Linked DNA regions of Sus scrofa: regions 1 and 2 are each linked to region 3. The links are chromatin contacts, called in public Hi-C and HiChIP or PLAC-seq maps. All regions are on one chromosome and are shown on one strand. Each heading gives the region's core, a stretch centred on a gene start, on an enhancer-like site or on the middle of the called end of the contact. The rest is flanking DNA. Distances are from core to core; before and after follow the strand shown. Region 1 holds the start of OAT (ornithine aminotransferase). Region 2 overlaps LHPP (phospholysine phosphohistidine inorganic pyrophosphate phosphatase). Region 3 holds the start of ZRANB1 (ubiquitin thioesterase ZRANB1).

What was found. Hi-C and Micro-C count contacts between places; a contact is called where the count stands out from the background. HiChIP or PLAC-seq counts read pairs in DNA pulled down with a chosen protein or histone mark.
Region 1: an H3K27ac HiChIP or PLAC-seq map of alveolar macrophages shows a contact between it and region 3. The contact joins the promoter of OAT here to the promoter of ZRANB1 in region 3. A contact is called at or near these places in 1 of 47 Hi-C or Micro-C datasets (liver) and 1 of 2 datasets of contacts at active chromatin or transcription factors (alveolar macrophages).
Region 2: a contact with region 3 is called in a Hi-C map of embryonic fibroblasts, with 2.2 times the contacts expected there. The contact joins the enhancer-like site here to the promoter of ZRANB1 in region 3. A contact is called at or near these places in 1 of 5 promoter capture datasets (liver), 2 of 47 Hi-C or Micro-C datasets (embryonic fibroblasts and liver) and 1 of 2 datasets of contacts at active chromatin or transcription factors (skeletal muscle).

What each region holds. Positions count from the first base shown.
Region 1 is chr14:133,823,027-133,827,161 of Sscrofa11.1, reverse strand. OAT (ornithine aminotransferase) reads left to right here and starts at 2,383. Exons shown (of 10, transcript NM_001185141.1): 1 at 2,383-2,402; 2 at 3,970-4,135. The coding sequence starts at 3,999.
Region 2 is chr14:133,922,494-133,926,851 of Sscrofa11.1, reverse strand. All of the region lies in intron 6 of LHPP (phospholysine phosphohistidine inorganic pyrophosphate phosphatase), which reads right to left. Among named protein-coding and RNA genes, the nearest start is that of TRNAE-UUC, 30 kb to the right of the region's middle. Within about 2 kb of position 2,006, at least 14 of the 83 cell types and tissues checked have an H3K27ac peak or open chromatin away from gene starts, as enhancers often do. A contact at or near this core is called in embryonic fibroblasts, where this site is marked.
Region 3 is chr14:134,251,566-134,256,116 of Sscrofa11.1, reverse strand. ZRANB1 (ubiquitin thioesterase ZRANB1) reads right to left here and starts at 2,190. Exons shown (of 10, transcript XM_013983854.2): 1 at 2,010-2,190.

The DNA of each region.
Region 1 (4,135 bases), core at 1,134-3,633, 430 kb after region 3:
AAACATCCGAGCAAGGTTCCTGGGAGTCTTCAGAAGGTCTATTTTATAGGGAAGGGTGAAAAAAAGCTAATGTGTTCTATGCATAATTTTCTATTTATGCATAGAAAAAGATGAAAAGTTAATGGCTACCTCTCCTAAATATGGAATTGCAGGTAACTGCTTTGTGTTTCTAATTTTTTCCTAATAGGAAAATTTTTTTTCAAAGAGGAAAAGCTCCAGTTTAAAAAAGAAACCATGCACTGTTGATTTTCATGTTGCAGAAAATGGCTAATTCCCTTATGAATTTAAGGGAAGGAACTCATTGAGGGGCCATTTTGTGCTCTGTTTAGTGCTTTAATATTATCCCATTTAATCCTCAATAATGGCCCTGAACGACTTTAACCTCATTTTACAAATTGAGGCATTGAAACTGAAAACGATTGACAGTCATTCAAACAAAGCTACCCTTAAGAACCCAGCTAGAATTTAAGTCCTGGTCTCCAAACTCTGAGGAACTTAACACGCTACTGTCCTGGTTTTCCAAGCCTTTTTGTAGGAGGAGATTGTTGATGTTGGCTATTTTTAAGCCCATCTTAATTCTGGTCTAATGCTTCTTATGCCAAGCACAGTAAGTTGAACACAGAAGGTTCTTTAATAGAAACGTGCTTACAGGATCCTAGTGCATTTGATGCATTAAACTGTTTGACTTCCCAGTTGAAAAAATGTTTAGCGTTCATCTTTATGGGAGTTCCCATCATGGTTAATGAATCCGACTAGGAACCATGAGGTTGTGGGTTCGATCCCTGGCCACAATCCGTGGGTTTAAGATCCGGCGTTGCCGTGAGCTGTGGTGTAGGTCGCAGACGCGGCTTGGATCCCGCATTGCTCTGGCTCTGGTATAGGCCGGCAGCTACAGCTCCAATGAGACCCCTAGCCTGGGAACCTCCATATGTCGCAGATGCGGCCCTAGAAAAGACAAGAAAAAAAACCCCAAAAAACGAACAAAATCTCTTCTTGTCATTAAGAACTGTAATTATTTTAAATGAGAATGTATTATGTGATTATGCTGAACCATTCTCACATTGTTGAACATGCTTTATTCACGAATGTCCACCGTCCTATTTCTTTCGAATAGAGTCTTGAAACCGGGAGTTCCTACTGTGGCGCAGCAGGTTAAGGATCCGGTGTTGTAGTTGCGGTGTAGGTCGAAACTGCAGCTGGGATTCTATCCCTTGCCTGGAAACTTGCCTATGCCTCAGGTGCGGCCAAAAAAAAAAAAAAAAAGAATCTTAAGAGTGAAGTCAGAGAGCACAGCACTAAGTAGCCTGGCAATTAAAATTTTTCTGTTTCCTCCAAAAAAAGGTGAAATTAGTTGTCTAAGAGCACAAACACTTTTAAGGCTTTTATTTATTGTGGTTAGAGATTTTTTTCAGAAAGTATTTCAGTTTATTTATTTTTTTTAATTAATTTTTTTATTTTCCCACTGTACAGCAAGGGGGTCAGGTTATCCTTACATGTATACATTGCAATTACAGTTTTTCCCCCGTGTTTCAGTTTAAATAGTATCTAGGAGGTCCCGTCGTGGTGTAGTGGTTAACAAATCTGACTAGGAACCATGAGGTTGCGGGTTCGATCCCTGCCCTTGCTCATTGGGTTAAGGATCCGGCCTTGCCGTGAGCTGTGGTGTAGGTCGCAGGTGTGGCTTGGATCCCGCATTGCTGTGGCTGTGGCATAGGCCGGTGGCTACAGCTCTGATTGCACCCCTAGCCTGGGAACCTCCATATGCCACGGGAGCGGCCCAAGAAATGGCAAGAAGACAAAACAAAACAAAAACAAACAAACAAACAAAAAAAAAACGGTATCTAAGTGACACTGTGTTTTACTGCTAATTTGATCAAGGCGAAAAGTAAATTTTTTTTTTTTTAAGTTGGTCAAACAGAGCATTAATGCTTACTGCGTCTCTAGTCAAGAAATAAAGTTAAAAACCAATCAATGTTTTATTTATTTATTTGTTTGTTTGCTTTTTTTTTTTTTTTTTGGCTGGGCCCACAACACATGGAAGTTCCCTGGCCAGTGATTGAATCTGTGCCACAGCAGTGATAACGCTGCGCCACAAGAGAAGTCCTAAAATCAATGTTTGAGACTTAATATTTTGGGTGAGTTCTGTCAAGTATAACCAGAAGTTTTTGCATTTTTGCTAGCGGCTATCTCCAGTGTAATGATTCGTATGTAATTTTTTTTGTTGTGGTTAATACACTTCTTTGAAATAAAATCTAGTGGAAATTAGGGATCTTCGAAAAATGCACTTAGGCACATACGTCTGCAATTTATTTCAGGAGTTACTGAACGCTCTGAAGACGTCGCTGGATCTCCAGTGAAAAAATCTGTAATTAATCTGTACTGTGGGAAGAAAGGATAGTTGGGTGAGTCTTGGCAAGTGCTGGATTTTGTTTAGCGAATGCCTGAACATATTGGATTTACTGGGTAGTGCCAAGTTGATTGGGAAGCGAGCCAAGTTCCAAGTAATAGGTTTTGCTAATCTGGCAGTTCAGACTGCGTGCTGGCTTGACTTATTGACAGAGCTCTGTTGAAACATGAATTAACTACTCTTTAAAAAAAAATAGCTATAGACATATTAAGTACGTTTCATGTTTGGCAACTTTCCACTAATCTTGAATTTATCTTTAAAAAATATCCCCCCACCCCCTGCCCTCACATGGTTGCTGTGTATTTTCCCGTTTTCTTGTTACTTTTGGCTTCTTCCTTAGCTCAGAATGTACTTCATGGCTTATCAGGACTCTCAGTGATACAGTTGGTTACAAAGCCTTGTGAAGAACTGTGATGGGGGCTGGTCTTCCGGCTGGTGCTGGTGAGAGGAGAGAAATTGACTCTGAAATATATAAATAGATTGTGAGCGAATGAATGCCAGTTTGCTCAGTGATATTTAAGATTTATTACTAAACTTCTTGGCTTGTCATAACTTGATACTCTCTAGTTCCTGGTTGCCTTTTTCTCCTTTAAACAGTTGCTTTTGTGGTGCAGTTTTTTGGGGGTTAATTTTATAGGAACCACCGTCTTAGCAGGGTAGACAGTTTTCTTTTCAGAGTTGCATCATTGCATCTCATACATACTGTTTTATTTTGTGTCTGGTCTCTTCCACTTAAAAAGCTCCTCAAAGGTTGTTTGCTATACATTACAAAACATTTTTTCCCCATCTTCTTACCTTTCACCTTTGTGTATGATGATTTGGACCTATAGAAGTTTTAGATAATTGTGGCTAAAAAACAGGTTTTGCCTTTCTAAGCAGCCCTTCCCTTCCCCCAAGAAATCACTTTTCCTTTCCTCATCTCTTTTCGCTTTGGTTCATCCCTGTTACCTATGTAGAGCCAAATCCTTTCTTAATTTCACTAGGACAGAGCTGATATGCACAGCAGTCCTCAGCCCCTCTGCGCCCCCCCCCCCCCCCCAACGGCTCCCAGGCAGCCTGCGCCTCTGATTTGGTCTCTGGCTCTGGGCTCTTATCTTTGAAAGTCTCACACCCCCACGTAAATAAATATTTTCTGAGTGGTTCCTCAGTCTCCAAGATTAGGTGCCAACTCTTGAGTCACTCCGCTGTTCAGCCTTGGCTGAATGCCCCAGGGAGAAGGTGTACCTGTGTGTGTAGCTGTGTGTGTGTCTTTATTATACAACCTTCGGATGGTATGCGAAGGAGTTGGTGGAAAGAAAAAGCCTTTCCACCTTTCATTGGTCTCCTTGCAGTTTCCAGCCTGCAGCACTTTTTGCACACCACGCCAGTGCTTGCTGGGTTTTACTGTAAATGTGTCCCTGCTTGTCCTCCCCGGGGCACCTTCAGGCTTCCCAGAGGCAAGGCTCAAGTCGGCTCTTAGTTCTCTCTTCTTTTCCTGACCCTTTGGTAAAGGCTCAGCAAGGGAGTTGACCTGCCTCTGCTCCGGAAGGTCTTAACTCTCTACGCCTTCACTTTTTGGACAGGTTGCTGGTCTTCCTCCTTGAAGGACACCATGTTTTCCAAACTAGCCCATCTGCAGACCGTCACTCTCCTTCGTCGTGGCGTTCATTCTACAGTGGCTTCTGCGACGTCTGTTGCAACGAAAAGAACCATCCAAGGGCCTCCATCCTCTGATTACATTTTTGAGCG
Region 2 (4,358 bases), core at 757-3,256, 330 kb after region 3:
AGAGGGGTGTGAGCTGAAGGCCCTTGCCGAGGTCTCCAGCTGCCCCTCAGGAAAGGGCGGCACGGGGGCCGGGGCTTGCACCTCATGTCACCCACGCATGTAAAGGAAGCAGGACACTGGGGCAGCCACCCCGCCTCCCAGCAGGCGTGCACCAGAAAGAAGCCCACAAGGCCGACCAGCTGAGGAGACCCTCAGAGATTCTTTGGACCAACTCTGAGATAACGCAGTGCTCCTGCGGCACTGCTCACGAAAACATTAATTTACTAGCCCACTTGACTAAAAAGGCCGGAGGCTGGGACCAGCTGCAGGTAGAGCTATATCCAGGTGCTCAAACCACATAACTGGAAGTCTGTCTTTCTCTCCGTCTCTAGGCTCTGCTTTCCTGCTGGCCCGCTTCGCCCTCAGACAGGCTTTCCCCCTGGGATGACAGAGAGGGCCACTGGTACTTCTCAGCTTAAAGTTCACTGGCCATTTTCCTAGGGGCTCTGGAAAATCCCAGGCCAGCTCACTGACCCGGCTCAGATCACACACCCATCCCTATGGCCAGGAGCTCCACCTGCTCCAGACCAGCCACGCCTGAGTTCCGCAGCGGAACATGCGGTCCTGGGGCGGGCTGGGGTGGAAGAGGTGACCCAAAGGAACGCAGGGACCACACCGAGGGCAGGCACATGCCCACCAGCCCGTCCTGTGCACCCTGCCCTTCGGAAGGCCACAAACCCCGTACCTTCTAGGGCTTATCACCCCCAAGAGTCTGGCCTCCTTGGGGGCGACATCAGCCCCACTGGGAATGAACGGGCTAAACGAGGACCAGACACTGAAGGGCTGAGACCCTGACCCACAGGTGAGGGGCAGAGGAGGCAGCAGGGCCTGGCCTCGACCCCACCCCCACCTGTGCCTGAGGCAGTCAGCTTGCTGCCCCAGAGACCACTGGGTCTGGCGGGCAGATAGCCTGAGCCTGATGGGGACCCCATGAGGGACAGTCTTTTCCTTCCAAGAGGGCAGCCAGGCCCCGAGGAGAAGCTGTGATGGGAGGGACACGGGCGGGGAGGCTGAGCCAGGGCCGCGGAAGGAAGTGAGTGAGACAGGGGGCATGAAGGGCCACCCGCTCGGGGACCAGGTGCACAGAGACAGGTGAGCCGGTGGGAATGGGCTGCCGGGCCAGCTGGTGCTGGAAAGGGCCTGAGGCTCACTCTGGAAGGATCTGCTCGTGGGTTGGTCCGCTTGTCTCCTGCTGCCCTCTCTCCACTGGAAAGACCCGTCCTGGAGGGCAGGGACCCATCACTGTCCCTCATCCCCAGACAGTGCCTGGCACATACTAGGTGCTCAAGAAATACCTGGGGGGGAGGCGAGACAAAGAGGAGGTGGACTTGGGCCTCCTGCTGCTGGCAGTGGGACAGTGGGGGCACCCGTGGTGAGCAGAGCGCCCCAGAGGCAGCGAGGCCAGTGGGGAGGCTCGGGGAGTCCAGAACAACAGGGTGGGGGGTATCCCATCAGCTGGTCAAGCAGGGCCTGGGGTGCTGTCCCCAGGCCATCCCCCTGGGGGGGGCCAAGCCTAACCCTCCCCTGAGCATCCACACAGCTGCCATTCCCTGCCCCCCACCCCGCGCGCCCCCGCCAGACACAGGAGGTTTAGAGGTGAGCATCACGTCCAAGGTTACACGGCTGGCAAGGGGCGGAGCGACAGGACCTGACACCAGCTCCCGGAGGCTGGGCTCTCCCCCCCGCCACTGTTCCCCTCCCCTGTCCCTGGGACTCTGGCCACCCGGACAGGATGCTCTCCCTGACTCTCTGCTGCCCTGTCTCAGCACAGGGAAGGCAGAGAGCCGTCCCCCGACTCTAGGCTCAGGCGGGTCTGGCCACAGGGCACTAGCGTCCAGCCTGGGGATCTGGGAGAAGATGGGGGTGTGGCCTTGCTCCCGGCTGCCCCCCCACCCTGAAGACCGCGCTGGGGCTGGGAGCTCAGCCTGGGCCTGCCCACAGCACAGAGGAACCGCAGCACAAAGAAAACCAAATAGGGCACAGCACGGTGGTTAGAGCTAGGAACTGCATCCAGCCGTGTCTGCAAGGAGAGGGATCGGGGGCCAGGAGTCAGAGATGCCATCCACGGAGCAAAAGTGCTTGGTCTTCTCTGGGGTGTTGATAAACAGTAGCAACAATGAAAGCTCCGGGGAACGCCCCCCTGCCCTCCAGGTCCCCAGACCCAGCTGCCTGGAGCCAATGGCGCTGCAGCGAGAGGGTGTCTCCAGATCCCGGAGGGGCGTCCACAGCAGGCCGTCCTTGCAGGGCATCTAGAGAAGCCTGTGGCTAAGGCTGCGTCGCGGTTAGAGGCCACTCCGGGAGGGCGGCCAGGCTGATTCCTGCTGCGCCCTCGGTGTCCCCTTCCCTCTCTGGTCTGCTGCGGCCAGCAGGAGCTGCCCAGACCTGCCTGGTACCCCTCACCCCACACTGGAGGGGCAGAGAAGGCTTGGGTGTAGCCAACTCCAACTGCAGAGGCAGCAAAGATGCAACTTCTGGGGCTGCCACCTGTCACCTCCCCCAGCCAGGCTCTTGGGCGGGGTCAGGTGACTTCAGAGCCAGGCCCTGCTCAAATCACAGCCCATCCTCACGAGGCCCCTCTCCTCGGGCAGTGCTGAGTGTGGAGTGTGGTGGGGGCAACAAGGGGAGAGGGGCCTGTGAGGTCCTGAGAGCCCCATAGGGGCACCCCCTTCCTTGGGAGACCAGCGCCAGCTCGGAGCTCCAGCGGGCTTGGCTAACTGGGGTGCAGCAGGTTGTGAGAGGGCTCAGGATATAGGCCTTGGAGTCAGGCAGAGCTGGATTCAAATCCTGACTCCCACACTGGTGGGCTGTGTGGCCTTTCACAGGTGAATCTACCTCTCTGAGCTTCCATTGCCACATCTATAAGGTGGGATGAGAGGGGCAGCCTCCAGGGAGTTGAGGTTCGGATGGGCTGAAGTAAGATGAATGGGAGCACCAGCCTGGGAGCACTGGCACCGGCTCTGGTGGGGAGATGCCCCCTGGAAGGCCCCGCCCTGTTCCTCCATCCACCTCACCAGCTCCTGGCAGAGAGGGCGCCGTGACCCTGGCCCCCTTCACGGGTGTCACACAGGTGAGAAGAGCCAATGTGAGGGGCAGGCCCAGAGCACACACCTTCCAACGTTTGTTGAGGGACTGCTAGATGGTCGGGCTGGGCTCAATGGGACGGAGGCCCTACTAAGCCCTTCTCCACCCCAACCCACTACCCGGAGCTTTCGAGGACACCCTCCCCCACCAGGTTACCTGCAGGTTCCCAGGAGGCCAACCCTTTGGGGCAGGAGGCCACTAACAGGGACCTTAATTGGGGACCCTGGCCTTGGGGCCTCTCTCTGCAGCCGCCTCCACCCGGGACCCCCATCCTCAGCCCGGAGGCCCTGGCTCTCAGTGGGCTGCTTTCCCCGAGGCGGGCACAGAGCCCAGCGGAACTGTCTGCAGCTTGAAAACCTTTTCTTTTGCCCTGGGCACGAAGCAGCTGTGGTCAGGGACCACGAAGGGTCATACAGGTCAAGTACCAGAAGGCGCTGCTGTTCCTAGTTCTGCTCCCAACGACCAGCCAATCAGGGGGCAGGGGAAGCAGAGTGCAGAGAAGTGAACTCGACCGGAGCCAAGCAGCCGATGAGTGGGGATGCCACCCTGACCCGCCACTGACCCCACCACACAGGCCCCCTCCCTCTCCAGCACCCTCCCACCCAAGGCCCCTGGGGTCCCTCCTTAGTCCTCACAGGGCCCGGGATCTTTGGAGACTGAAGTGCTGGGTGCGGGCAGTGCCCCCGAGCCCCTAGGACTAGGAACTGGGAGGAACACAGGCCTCCCTCCCAGAACAGCCACATGGTGACGAGGGCGGGAGCCAGTGGGGCTCACCCACCATGATGGGGCAGAAATTGGCACAGCCGATTTGGAAACGTCCGGCATTATCTGGGAAAGCCAACCCTGTGTGTCCCCCACAACCCAGCAACTCCACCTGCAAGCAGATCCCCCGCCCCGAGGGACTCGCGCCTGGTGCCAAGTGTGCCATGGCCCTGGCAGTGCTGTGGAGAAAGGCCACGCCAGGACCCCTGCCCAGTGCCTCCTCCACGGGAGGGGCAGGGAGAGGTATGTCCACATCACAGAGCACGGAGGACGCCCGGCCACCAGGACGAAGGAGCCACAGGTAGGCGACACATGCGGCGACTCCAGTTAAAGGTCAGCACAGGAAGAGCGGACTCCGCTGTCCAGGGAGCAGGCCCACGTGGGAGAACCACAAAGAAAACCAAGAGGCGACCGGGACCAGGGTGGCCTGGCTCCCTTCTGCAAGAACAGGGTCTCCTAGGGAGGTGACAACGTCC
Region 3 (4,551 bases), core at 941-3,440:
AGCTTAAACTTTACTTTGCATGTGACAAGGAGTGCTCTCGAAGTTTTATGTTGAGATGTGAGAAGGTGAATATTAAAATATGCAAGATATTATTTACCCAAAGCATTAGTGGGTAAATTTAATGTACAAAAATATTCCAGGTGAAGCCGCACACCACCCTAAGAAAAGGTGTTCAAAGCCCAGGTCCAAGAGCTCATTATCGGGAGGGAGGAAAGTGAGCAGCAGGGCTCAACATTGAATCAAATTAAATACAAAGCTACAGTGGTCTACTTTTGCGATTCCCAAGTATTTAAAGTGTCCATCTATTATAAAAGTAATACAAGTATAAAGTACACTGAACAGCTCTCACTATATCAATTACGCACAGGAGGCAATTTACCTCAAATATACAACTGGATCACGAGTTCTGAAACTATGCTAATTCAGAGACTTTCAATGTTAACATGCCCTAACCCTTATCAGTGTACAAGGGCCACAGGATTAAAATTATACTACCACGAATGAGTTATCTACTATCCATGCACATTTCAAGAGTAAACAAATGGGTGTCTCAACGCTCTGAAGCATTAATAAAAGGTGTTGAAGCATCAACAGAAATAAAAACCCCTCATGGCATTCAAATAATATCCTCCCCAAAGATTAAAATGTGCCCTTGCTGTCCTCTTAGTCCCCCTAACAGCCCTATAAAAATTTTTAATAAAATTTTAGTAGAAGGAGGATACGGCGTATCTCGTTATACGATCCAAAGTCAAGGGACCAGCAGGTTTCTACATGTCTTCACAATTACCTCATTTAATTCATAAGACTAATAACCAGGAGGAGCGATCCGGCTTAATTTTTCACAAACATAGTTTAGATTACTTTGCTAAGGCCCTTGGCACAAGCCAAGATCAAAATTCCTTATGGTTTCCCCTGGCTTATGTTCTGAACACTGAGTCATCCATGTTTGATGAAAACATGGGTACCCTTGAGGTCGCACAAGTGATAAAGAAATCAACTAAAGAGAGACCTCAGAGAGAAAAGCCACTCATTATGTAACGTTTCCCAGAGCTAAAGATTTCTCTTCAACTGTGTTCCCCAAAGAGTATTTTTGTACATTAAATGTACTGACAACAAAATATCATACGGCGAGCACACAGACCAAAATACTGGGCAGAGGAGACGGCGTTTAACCTGAGGGTCTACAGAGTTACGGAAAAGGCAATCAAATAACTGAAAGACTAAATTCTCAACGAGAGAGTTTCAAAACACCAGCGTATCTCAAAGATAATGGGCCGGCTCAAACTTCCAGGCTGAACCTAAACAGGTCCCTGGTGCTTAATGCAAGTATGCATTTCAGTCCTTTTGTCTGTGAAATGACCCACACCAAGCCACAGTGGAGAAAATAGCACCCAGTCGCACTGTACAAGCGTAACTGCGAGGAGAGGGGCAGACAGTCTTTCCACCAGTTCCAGCTCCGCCTCCCCAGCCCACCCCCGTCGCCCCCACCTTTATTTCCTTAGACAGAAAAGGCGACCAGTGGAGGCCACCGCGGGAGGCGGAGAGGAAGCCACCAAGGGACCGAAATCCAAGTTTGGGAACCTGCACCAACTTGTGGCGACGGACCCAAGTATTTCGGGCCTATTGCAGAATGGGAGCAAAATCCCACTCATCTGCCCGTAGGTGGCAGGAAAAGAAGTTGGGGGGAGGGGGAATCTGGCGGAAGAGAGGTGGCCGGGCCGGCGGCGCGTCCAGCCAGCGCGGCTGATCGATGGTCGGTAAACAAGCCGGCGGACCCACCCTCCCACAGCCCCGGGCCTGTCCCCGCACCTGGAAAGCCCAAGATGGAAGCACAGCGGGGCCGGGCCGGGCCCCCTCCCCTCTCCCAGCCTGCGAAGCCGCCTCGGGGGGCGCGGGCGGGCCGCCCGGGAGACCGGCGGCCTGGGCGCCGTCAGGGAGCGAGGGGCCAGGCAGGCCGCGGCGGGGCCGCGAGGGGCCTGCGGCGGGACGCCCTCCCGGGGCCCGGTTACCTGGCGGCGGCGGCGGCGGCTCCTCCTCCAGCTCCTGCTCCTCCTCCCTGTCCGACGCTCGGCGCCCGGCGGCCGCGACGGCCGCGGCGACTCCCGGAGCAGCCCGGGGCAACGAGCCGAGCCCGGCCCCTCTCCGCCTCCCTCCGCGCCGCCGCCCGCCCCGCTGCTGCCGCCTCCGCCCTCTCCCCTCAGTCAGGACATGGTCTCCGCGGGCCCGCGCGCGGCTCCCGGCTGCGGGAGGCAGGGGCAGAGGGGCGGAGAGCAGGCGCGGAGACGGGGGGGGCGCCGGGGGAGGGGGGAGAGAGGGGGGCGGCCTCGGACGCTGCGGGCTCCTAATGGCGGCGGTGCGGGACCCCGGAGCCAAATAAACCCCACGGCAAGCTGCACAACGTCAAGGCCGGACCCCGCCGCTCGCCGCCCTGTCATTGGCCCCGAGGCCGCGAGCGGCGCAGCCAATGGGCAGCCGCCTCTTTCCGGGCGCAGAAGGCGGGCCGCGGAAAGGTGACGTCACCCCGGCGCCCGGCCCGATTGTGAGGAGCCCCGCCCTCTGTGCGGCGGCAGGCCCGCTGGGGCTGCGGGACCTCGGCGGCGGGCGGAGGGCGCCGGGAGGCGGCGGGCCAGCGCGGCGTGCGCAGGGTTTGGGGACGCAGACTGGGCGGCGCGGAGGGCGTCGTGGCAGCTGCACTGCTCCGCGTGACTCTTCCCTGCGACTGATTCACCACCCTTCTAAGTCCACCGCGAAGGCTCCCCGAGCGGACTCCTTAGTGCCCGATTCGGCCTCACTTTGCCTTAGGGAGTTTCAAAGTCTTGATACCAGGGAGGATAAAGATTTAGGTTTTGAAAGTTTAATCTTTATGTATATTTTACGTCTGTTTTTTATTCCTGCTTTCGAGACGGCTATCCATTTATGTGTGTGTATGTGTATATTTATAATGTATGTATTATATATGTACCCATATACATCATGAAAAAGCATGAAGTTATATGCCAATTATATCTCAATTAAAGAAAAAAAACTTTTAAGCCATGGAGGCTGCTTTTTGTGCAGTCTCCACTACCACCACTACCTCCTACCTAACTCTAGTTTTGGGTAAACTGATTTTCTAGTGGTTGCCTTCTCTGTGAAGTCCAAGAGTAAGAAAGAGGATATGTTATAGCCGTGGAAAAAATACAGCCAGGAGAATTAGCAGAGCCCAAGTTCTAAAGAGACTATGTTAAGGAGTTACCTGGTAGCACAGCAGGTTAGAGACCCCTCCTTGTTACTGCTGTGGCACCGGTTCCATCCCTGGCCTGGGAACTTGTACATTCCCAGGGAGGCCAAAAAAATAAAAGGATTTATAAAGAGAATATGTTATATGGTGATGTATTTTGTGTATTTCTTTTTTAATGTAACCATAGCCAGATAGTCTAAGTCATTTTGCTATTTGCTAAGACCCCATGAGTATGTCATATTTTTCTGGCTGGAAAACCGTTTTTTCCCAGTGAAATTTCACCCTGCACTTTTCACAGTTCAGATTTTATTTCGAGAGTTTGAATGACACAAAACACAGCAGCTCTTTAAAAGTTGTAAACCTCTTTAAAAGTTATCTGTTGAAGAACTACAGCGCTGTCAAAGGGCATTTAGCAGTTCTATTGAACACCTCAATAGAAAGAATGTATTTTTCAGAGTTTAATTGGATTTTTATAACTTGGGTGGAGACTATCTAGCATCACTGTACCTGGTATTCGTAGTCTCTCTTTGCATGTGTATGGCAAAGGATGTGTGAGCTACTTCACTATGGCTGAAGAGTAATAATCTATATAGCTTCCTTTCCCCAACAGTTTGTTTTGTAATTATTGATATGTTTTATCCTCGTAGCCATTTCTATGATAGATTTTCGATAACCACCACCTTTCCAGAGAAACATTATTTGCTCAAGGATGCATCAATAAATTGAAATGCAATAGTCTTTTGCCTACAAAACTTAATACACATTCTCAAACATATAACTAACACAATGGTACATAAAATTACATCACGTTATTGTGTAAGAACAAATGATTCCACCAACATGTCACTTTGAAAATATTTTAAGAGCCTTCCTGAATCTCACCTACAAGTTAGCAAGAACCACAGGATTGGGTGTTCTGCTTAACTGGGGTTGTAGTTCTTTTTGTTAAAGGAAAGGGATATTGTTTGGGTAAGCTTATTAACTCCTCGCTCAATTTAGCTAAGTACCATGTGCCAAGGAAGAACAAGCACACGAAAATGCGTAAGACACATTCCGTGTTTGGGAAAACTACAGCATAGGAAAGAGGGCAAGGCAAAAATAACCATGATTATAATATGAGGTAGAATGTGCTAAGTAGATTCAAATGAGAAGCATCTTGTAATTGAGAGGAAGAGCAGATCCAAAAATGAATATGTTAAAGCTGAAAAGGTACTTGATACCAGGCCAGTGGGTCTCAGCCCTGGCTACCCATTAGAATTACCTGAGGAACTTTTCAAAATATGCATATCTGGGCCCCACCCAGACCTACCGAAACCATCCCCAGAAGGATA